Regions from separate parts of the Mus musculus genome. Here region 1 is linked to region 2. The links are chromatin contacts, called in public Hi-C maps. All regions are on one chromosome and are shown on one strand. Each heading gives the region's core, a stretch centred on a gene start, on an enhancer-like site or on the middle of the called end of the contact. The rest is flanking DNA. Distances are from core to core; before and after follow the strand shown.

Region 1 (4,141 bases), core at 424-2,923, 140 kb after region 2:
GGAAGATCAGAAGTTCAAGACCAGTCTAGTCTCGATGAGACCATGTTGAGAAAAACAAAACTGCCAAACATGATGGCAATTTATTTAATCCCAACACTCAGGAGACAGAGGAAAACAGATCTCTGTGAGTTCAAGGCCAGCCTGACCTACATAACAAGTTCTAAGCCAGTCAGATATATATAGTGAAACCCAGTCAGAAAAATAATCAAAAAAAATAAAGTGACAGGCTCTGAGCAAAAGTCTCGGATCCCCCAGGAGAGAGGGCACAGGGAGAGGGCTCTGTGAGGGACACCAAGCTGGAAGGGACTCACCAAGCATGAAGCCAGAGAAGGCAGAGTTGTGCATGCCCGTATGTCGCCCCAGCTCTGTCCTGGCCACACCAGGGTGCAGTGCATTGACCGTCACACCAGAGCCTGAGAAAAATAGAAACATCGGTGGTGAGCGCTGGGGGGATAGTTCAGTTGTTTTTCAAATGAAAAGCCAAGTGGATGACACCCAACACTGTCCCCTGACTTACACCCACACACCCCACACACATGTGCACATGCTCACACACACTTGCAAACAGGCACTCACAAAGACTAGTGAAAAAAGACTAGGTGGCCCCACTCCACCCGGGGTCTTCCCCAGCCTGTGCTGCCTCCCACGCTGGAGCCCATATTATCCTCCATGCTTTGAAACCTCAGTTTCCAGTGGCTTCCCCTGACAAGGTGGCTCTGTCGTGTGGCTTCCCCTGAAGGCCTAATAGACCCACATTTCTGGACTCCAGCAGAGGACTGGAGTTTAAAATATTATAATTGTGACTATCCCCCAAGGGTGCCTGGCACTGTTTGCTGGTCACAGACAACTCTTGAGAAGCAAGAAGTCAGGGGGAAACTTTTTTAATCCCTGAGACTGGAAAGAATTGGGGGGGGCGGGGGGAACCATCTAGGAGGATGCCTGAATTCAACCCACTAATGCTGGGAGCAACCTCACACTGACCCAGTTGTGACACACATGTCTGCAAGCACTCACACATGTCCCTTATGGACCAAAACCACTCCCCGTCCCCAACCACAGATTTTCAGCACCAGAGGCTTAGAAGTCTATCCAAGAAAAGCAAGATCAGCATGTCTGATGAAGGCAGGCTGATTGAAACTAAAGAGCAATCATTAGAACCACGATTTATTAGTGATGTCTGTCTCTAGCACTGGAAGGGGACATGGTGGTACAGGTGCCATCCGTTTGACTACATTGTTTAAAGCTACTACTTGCCTCTTCATCACCAGCTCAGGGCTATAGAACTATCCTAGACACAGTGAAGAAGGAAGAAGATCAGAAAAGATCACCATCTACACACCTTGCAGCCGGTGGCTCAGCTCCTTGGTGAAGAGGACAACAGCCAACTTGCTCTGGCAGTAGGCTGCCTTGGTGTCATACTTTTTCATCTGCCAGTTCAAGTCCTCGAAGTCTATGTGCCCAGCAACGTGAGCCAGGGACGAGAGATTGATGATGCGTGATGGGGCCGAGGCCTTCAGCTTGTCCAACAGCAAATTTGTCAATAGAAAATGCCCTACATGAAGAACAAGAAAATATTTTTCCTCATGGCAATTATTCTTTCTCTACTTAATGTGTATGAGTGTTTTTGTCTGTATGTGTGCCTGCAAAACATGCATGCAGTGCCCGTGGAGACCACAAGAGGGCAGTGGATCCCCTGGAAGTAGAGTTACATATGTTTGTAAGAGACCATGACAAGTAAGTGTTAGGAACACCAAGCCCAAGTCCTTTTCAAGAGCAGCCAGTGCCCCTAACCACTGAGCTATCTCTCCAGCCCCACTATTTTATTTTTTCATACGCAGCAGTAGTGTAATCCTCCTCTTCCTCTAGATACCACACACTTTGTTGTTTTGTTTGGAGTTGTTTTGTTTTCAGAGGAGGAAAAAAAATCTTTATATTTAGGTTCAGTTGGTTTTTCTTTTTTTCCAAGTGTAATTTATTAGGGTAGGGGTGGGCACATGTGTCACAGCACGTGTCACAGCATGCATGTGGAGGTAAGGCCACCCTTCAGGAGTTGGTTTTCGCCTTCTATCATGTAGGTCTCAGGGATCAACCTCGGGTCGTGAGGCCTCGCAGGAAGTGAGGATATGAGGGCAAGCTGGCTCTGACATCTGATCTCAGCTGATCCATCTGGGGCGGCAGGCATCCCTACCCTCCCCCAGTGTTTCACACACATCCAGAAGCTGCACACTTGGTTGAAGGAGATTCCCTTCTACCTTCCATCAAGAGTGGATGAGTGTCTGTGCTCCTCCACTAAAGCCGCCAAGCAAGCTCTCAGAGAGGCGCAGGACACCAAGCCCAGTGTCTTAGCGACTGTTCTGCTGCTGTGAAAGTACACCCTGACCAAATCAACTCACGAGAGAAAGCATCTAATGGGGGGCTTGACTAGTTTTAGAGAGTTACTTTGTGGTAATCATGGTGGCAGGTAGTCAGGCACGGTGTCAAAGAAAGATCTGAAAGTTTTTCACACACACACCTCAATGACACATCTCCTCCAACAAGGCCACACCTCTTAATCCTTCCCAAACAGTTCCACTAACTGGAGACCAAGCATTCAAACATATAAGTCTATGGGGGCCATGCTCATTAAAACCACCACACCCAGGTTGGTTTGGTTTGTTTTGTTTTGTTTTAATCATAGCTACTTCTGGTGGTGAAATGATAGCTTCCCTTTCATAGCCTTCCTTCCTTTCTTCTTGCCTTCTATCAGCAAGAATGAGGATTTGGGAAGAATTCAAAAGTTTAAGGAAAAAAATCATCCAATTAATAAATAGGCTCATGAACTGAACAGACAGTTCTCAACTAAAGAAATACAAATGGCCAGCAAATATTTTAAAATGTTTTCTGTCTCTTTAGCTATCAGGGAAACTACTCTGAGATTTCATCTCAACCCAGGCCATCACTAAGAAAATAACTGACAAGTGCTGGCAAGGACGTGTGGAAAGAGGAGCCCTTACTCACTGCTTGTGGACAGTACACTGGTGAAACCACTATGTAAGTCAGTTTGGAGACTTTTCTACACAGGGCTACCATATGGCCCAGCTCTACCTCTCCTGGACAAAAACTCAAGGGACCACAGAGACACCTACTCATGGGTGCTTATCACCGCAATAAGTCCAATGGCCAGAAAATGGAGCCAGCCTAGATGACCATCAACGGATGAACAGATAAAGAAAATGTGATACCAAGACCCTGTATTCTGAGAAACAAACAAACAAACAAAAACCAGGCTAAATGGCATATACATACAACCCCAGCACCTAGAAAGTGTTCACAGGTGTTTACAGTCATCTTTACAAGTTCAAGGCCAGCATAGGTCTCAAATGAGATGCAATTGGGACAAGAGCATGATGCAGTAGATATGGGTAGAGTCAGAGAGAAATACTGGATAGATAAAGTCATTTTATTTTATGTATTATGAAATTCTCAAAGTTAAATTAATTTTATCTTTTTAGTTCTTTGAGACTGGGACCTGGGCTAGAGAGTTGGCTCGGAGGTTAAGTGCACTAGCTGCTCTTCCAGAGGTCCTGAGTTCAATTCTCAATAACCACATGGTGGCTCATAACCATCTATAATGAGATCTGGTGTCCTCTTCTGGCCTGCAGACATATATGCAGACAGAATGCTGCATATATAGTAAGTAAGTCTTTAGAAAAAGAGAGAGACTGGGACTCACTATACACAGCCTTGAACAGTCTGGAACTTGCTATGTAGACCATGCTGACCTAGGAATTAATAATAATCCACCTGCCTCTGTCTCCCTGGTGCTAGGATTAAAGACATACACCACCACCTGGCTGAAGAATAAAAAAATTAAACATTTGTGACAGATACATGCAATGGAGAAATAAGAGGCCATAAAAAATTGTAATCAGGGCTGGAGAGATGGCTCAGCAGTTAAGAACACTGGCTGCTCTCCCAAGTGACTCAGGCTCAATTCCCAGCACCCACATGGTTGCTCTGCTCACAAACCTATCCTACGGGATCTGATACCCAATTCCAGCCTCACAGGGCACCAGGCATGCACGTGGTACACAGACATACATGCAGGCAACACCCAAATGCAACGAATCAAGAAAGAGGTGGGGGGAGGGGGAGGGGAGAG
Region 2 (4,050 bases), core at 82-2,581:
TTATAGTCAGTACTAATGTAACATGGGTTGTGACTAATTGCACTGTCAATAGTTACTCTTGAAGAGCGGTTGTAACCAGAAAACTTGAAAAGTTATTAATAGTCACATGTGTATTATTTATTCAGAAATAAGAGCATTCATTTACAGTAATTTATTAACCATAAGTCCTCAAGAATTAACACCATTATGTGGAAATAGATAGAATCTGAGGACACCAAGAGCAAAAACTTTTTTTTACAATTTGAGATGCACATTTTCCAAGAATACCAAAATATTATCTTAAACCATAACTGTTTTGAATATATAAAGAATGAGATTATATGTCCAATCCATCTTATATGTAGGACTTATAGACTGCCTGAGATATAAATCCAGCATTTTTACTTATGAGTTGTATATGCATAAGCAATTGAAAAATTGAGAATAGCATCCGAGGGATGAACAATCTTAAGCAATTGTGAGCTCTAAGATATAATATTGACTATTAATATACAAATTAAGGTTTGATTGTTCAGCATTTTAAAACACCATCCACAGCACACAACTTAATTATTTGTGCTGAAGCAGGAGGAAGCTCAAAAGAATAAGCACGTGATCCAATTCACATCTACTTATTTTCCATAGAGGGGTTGTTTTTAAACACAGTAACTGGGATGCATGCATGCAAGAACTTATAGAAGATACAAAAGCATGCATAAAAACAATTTTAACTTATCTATTATTATTTAAAATGATGGTATGCAATAGGTCAATTATTAATATTCTGTAATAACCAATTTAATTGTTGTTTTGAATATGAAACAGACACTTAGTTAGGTTCTTAAGACACAATTTTTGTTATAGTTATCCAAAACTATATGAATTTATCTTATAATTCTTTGTTAGCACCACAGTGGCTTAATAGGATGCTGAAACTGTGCTTTGAGGTGAATGCCACCTCGGCCTCACCCTTGAGAGGCATTAGCTAATAAAATACTTTCCACTTAGAAAACAATATACACTGAAAGATTCAAACTCTTAGCTTTCTTGATTACAGCTCACTAGAAGCAAACCCATTACAATTTATCCAGATGCAAAAGAAAAAACAAACTTTTAAATCTATAATAACTTTACATAAAGTAGGCAGATCAAATTGCAATGTCCTGATAAATTCTACAGCCTGATTAACCTTTTTTATAAACTTAGAATTTATTTAGAACAACATCTGGAAAGGTGCTCTTATAGCTAAAAAGAATTCTCTCCTGAAGGCAGGGAGGGGGGGGGGTTCTCAGAACTTCCCTAGTCACAGTTTGCGAAACAAAAGAAATGCCACATAAACCTCACTGAGGCTGCTCAGAGCTGAGCTCCGTGTCTACACAAGCGCAAACATTTCTCAATCCGAGCACTCTGCCAGAGTTCTGGCCCAAAGATTATCCCTATTTTGAAGTATCTTTAAAGACCTGTTTTCCGGGGTTCACTCCTGCCACATTTTGTTTAGAATGACTCCAACTCTGAGTTACCAGTTTTAAGCTAACTTTCTGTTACAAGCAAAAGGCTGCCTGCCCGTTAAGTGCAGCATTTGCAATCAGCTCCCAGCAGGGCTTTTCCAGTCACACTAGCACTTCTCTAAATTTCCACATAGCTCTAAACACATACACAAAAAACAAAACAGAAACCAACGGATCCAAACACATGCGACCCTTTCTCATCCTCCACAAGCAGGCAAAAGAATTAGAAGGGTAAGCTTCCATTTCATAAACAAAACTTGGTCCCTCTGACCAATCTCTGGAGACTGCCAGACATCTCTGGCTCTCCCCACTCCCTAGGGCATCCCCTGGGTAGGCAGCAGTCTTCCTAGCACATCTGCTGACCACAGTCCTCCAGTCCTTACAGCCCAGAGGGACAGCTGCAAATACCAAACCTGCGTTTCAGAAAAACCCATCGTCTATAAACACCAGAGAAACCAAACTCAGGCGAATCCAACCTCAGACTGCGCCATGCTTCAGAGACAAGGGAGGAAACACAGACAACAAACCAACACAACGAGCATATATTCGTTTCAGGAAACATAAGACAGACACTCAGAGCAAAGACACCGGCTGGCATGCACACAAGAGAGGATTCCCCGATTTTCTCTCTGTCCCTGGGAGAATTTCAAAATCCACTTTCCTCCCACCTGATGCAGTTTCCAACTGCAGCCATCTGCCTGTTACATTGATTTACACCCTTTTATTTCTCTCAATTAAAAAGCAGCTTCTGGAAGCTGTGGTCGACTGCCTGCCTGTTGAGTTCCTAGTTCTCGATAATTCACTGCTGAACCTAAGTGAATCCAGTGCACAGGTTTAGCGCTGTTCCAGCTTAGCCCTTACTGCACCCTTAGCAACCTTTTCCCTGTTGCTTCGCGCCCCTGTACGAAATTTCTTTAATTCTTTTCTTCTTCCATGGACCTCCAAGCCAGCAGTGTTTCTTCCAGTGTCTTCTGCCATTCCCAGGTCCCTCATTGGTTCGCCAAATTGTTGGGGCAGGTCTGCGGTTCTCATGTCTGGGTTCCAGCGTGGGAGGCAACCTGGAGCTGAAAGAAAGGGAAACTAGGTAGACAAGAGAGAGATGGGCCAAGACAGGATTCTGATCAAGGCTCAAATTTTTAATGGTGGACACACTTTATAAAGGAGGAGGAAAGCCCATTCCCTCCAATTCATCCTTGGAGCCCAGCTGCAGGTGACCACGAGTAGGATCAGATGTAGTCTCTGAAATAGCTAGGCTGACTCCCAGCATGTAGCAGCAGCGACAGAGGCTAAACAAGAGTGATCTAGGGAGGCAGGCTCCAGCCTAGATAATCTCCTTAGTGGCAACAAAGTCGAGGTCTGGTTCAGTGAGCTTCAGGTTGTTACATGTCCTTATTACCAGTTGGGACATCTTCCGGGTATATATGCTCAGGAGAGATATTGCTGGATCTTCTGGTAATACTATGTCCAATTTTCTTAGTCGCCAGACTGATTTCCAGAGTGGTTGTACAAGCTTGCAATCCCATCAACAATGGAGGAGTGTTCCTCTTTCTCCACATCCTCACCAGCATCTGCTGTCACCTGAATTTTTGATCTTAGCCATTCTGACTGGTATGAGGTGGAATCTCAGGGTTGCTTTGACTTGCATTTCCCTGATGATTAAGGATGCTGAACATTTTTTCAGGTGCTTCTCAGCCATTCGCTATTCCTCAGTTGAGAATTCTTTGTTTAGCTCTGTGCCCCACTTTTTAATAGGGTTATTTGATTTTCTGGAGTCCAGCTTCTTGAGTTCTTTGCATATATTGGATATTAGTCCCCTATTTGATTTAGGATTGGTAAAGATCATTTCCCAATCTGTTGGTGGCCCTTTTGTCTTATTGACAGTGTCTTTTGCCTTACAGAAGCTTTGCAATTTAATGAGCATTGCATTTGTTGATTCTTGATCTTACAGCACAAGCCATTGCTGTTCTATTCAGGAATTTTTCCCCAGTGCCCATATCTTCAATGTTTTCCCCCACTTTCTCCTCTATAAGTTTCAATGTCTCTAGTTTTATGTGGAGTTCCTTGATCCACTTAGACTTGAGCTTAGTACAAGGATATAAGGATGTATCAATTCACATTCTTCTACATGATAACTGCCAGTTAAGCCAGCACCATTTGTTGAAAATGCTGTCTTTTTTCCACTGGATGGTTTTAGCTCCCTTGTCAAAGATCAAGTGACCATAGGTGTGTGGGTTCATTTCTGGGTCTTCAATCCTATTCCATTGATCTACCTGTCTGTCGCTTTACCAGTACCATGCAGTTTTTATCACAATTGCTCTGTAGTGCAGCTTTAGGTCAGGCATGGTGATACCCCCAGAGGTTCTTTTATTGTTGAGAATAGTTTTTGAAGCTGGAAAGAACCCAGATGTCCCTCAACAGAGGAATGGATACAGAAAATGTGGTACATTTACACAATTTACTCAGCTATTAAAAACAATGAATTTATGAAATTCTTAGACAAATGGAGGGTATCATTCTTACTGAGGTAATCCAATCACAAAAGAACTCACGTGATATGCACTCA

The links. Hi-C and Micro-C count contacts between places; a contact is called where the count stands out from the background.
Region 1: a contact with region 2 is called in a Hi-C map of bone marrow-derived macrophages, with 42 read pairs. The contact joins two enhancer-like sites. A contact is called at or near these places in 4 of 15 datasets of contacts at CTCF or cohesin (the G1E-ER4 cell line, embryonic stem cells, large pre-B cells and 1 more), 7 of 484 Hi-C or Micro-C datasets (the CH12 cell line, the G1E-ER4 cell line, LSK cells and 2 more), 3 of 115 datasets of contacts at active chromatin or transcription factors (bone marrow-derived macrophages, embryonic stem cells and large pre-B cells) and 1 of 9 other capture datasets (embryonic stem cells).

Annotation. Positions count from the first base shown.
Region 1 is chr7:4,430,083-4,434,223 of GRCm38.p6, forward strand. Rdh13 (retinol dehydrogenase 13 (all-trans and 9-cis)) reads right to left here. Exons shown (of 7, transcript NM_175372.4): 5 at 1,340-1,552; 6 at 312-413. Among named protein-coding and RNA genes, the nearest start is that of Rdh13, 14 kb to the right of the region's middle. Within about 2 kb of position 1,674, at least 3 of the 459 cell types and tissues checked have an H3K27ac peak or open chromatin away from gene starts, as enhancers often do. A contact at or near this core is called in bone marrow-derived macrophages, where this site is marked.
Region 2 is chr7:4,291,495-4,295,544 of GRCm38.p6, forward strand. No RefSeq gene overlaps it. Among named protein-coding and RNA genes, the nearest start is that of Ncr1, 44 kb to the right of the region's middle. Within about 2 kb of position 1,332, at least 8 of the 459 cell types and tissues checked have an H3K27ac peak or open chromatin away from gene starts, as enhancers often do. A contact at or near this core is called in bone marrow-derived macrophages, where this site is marked.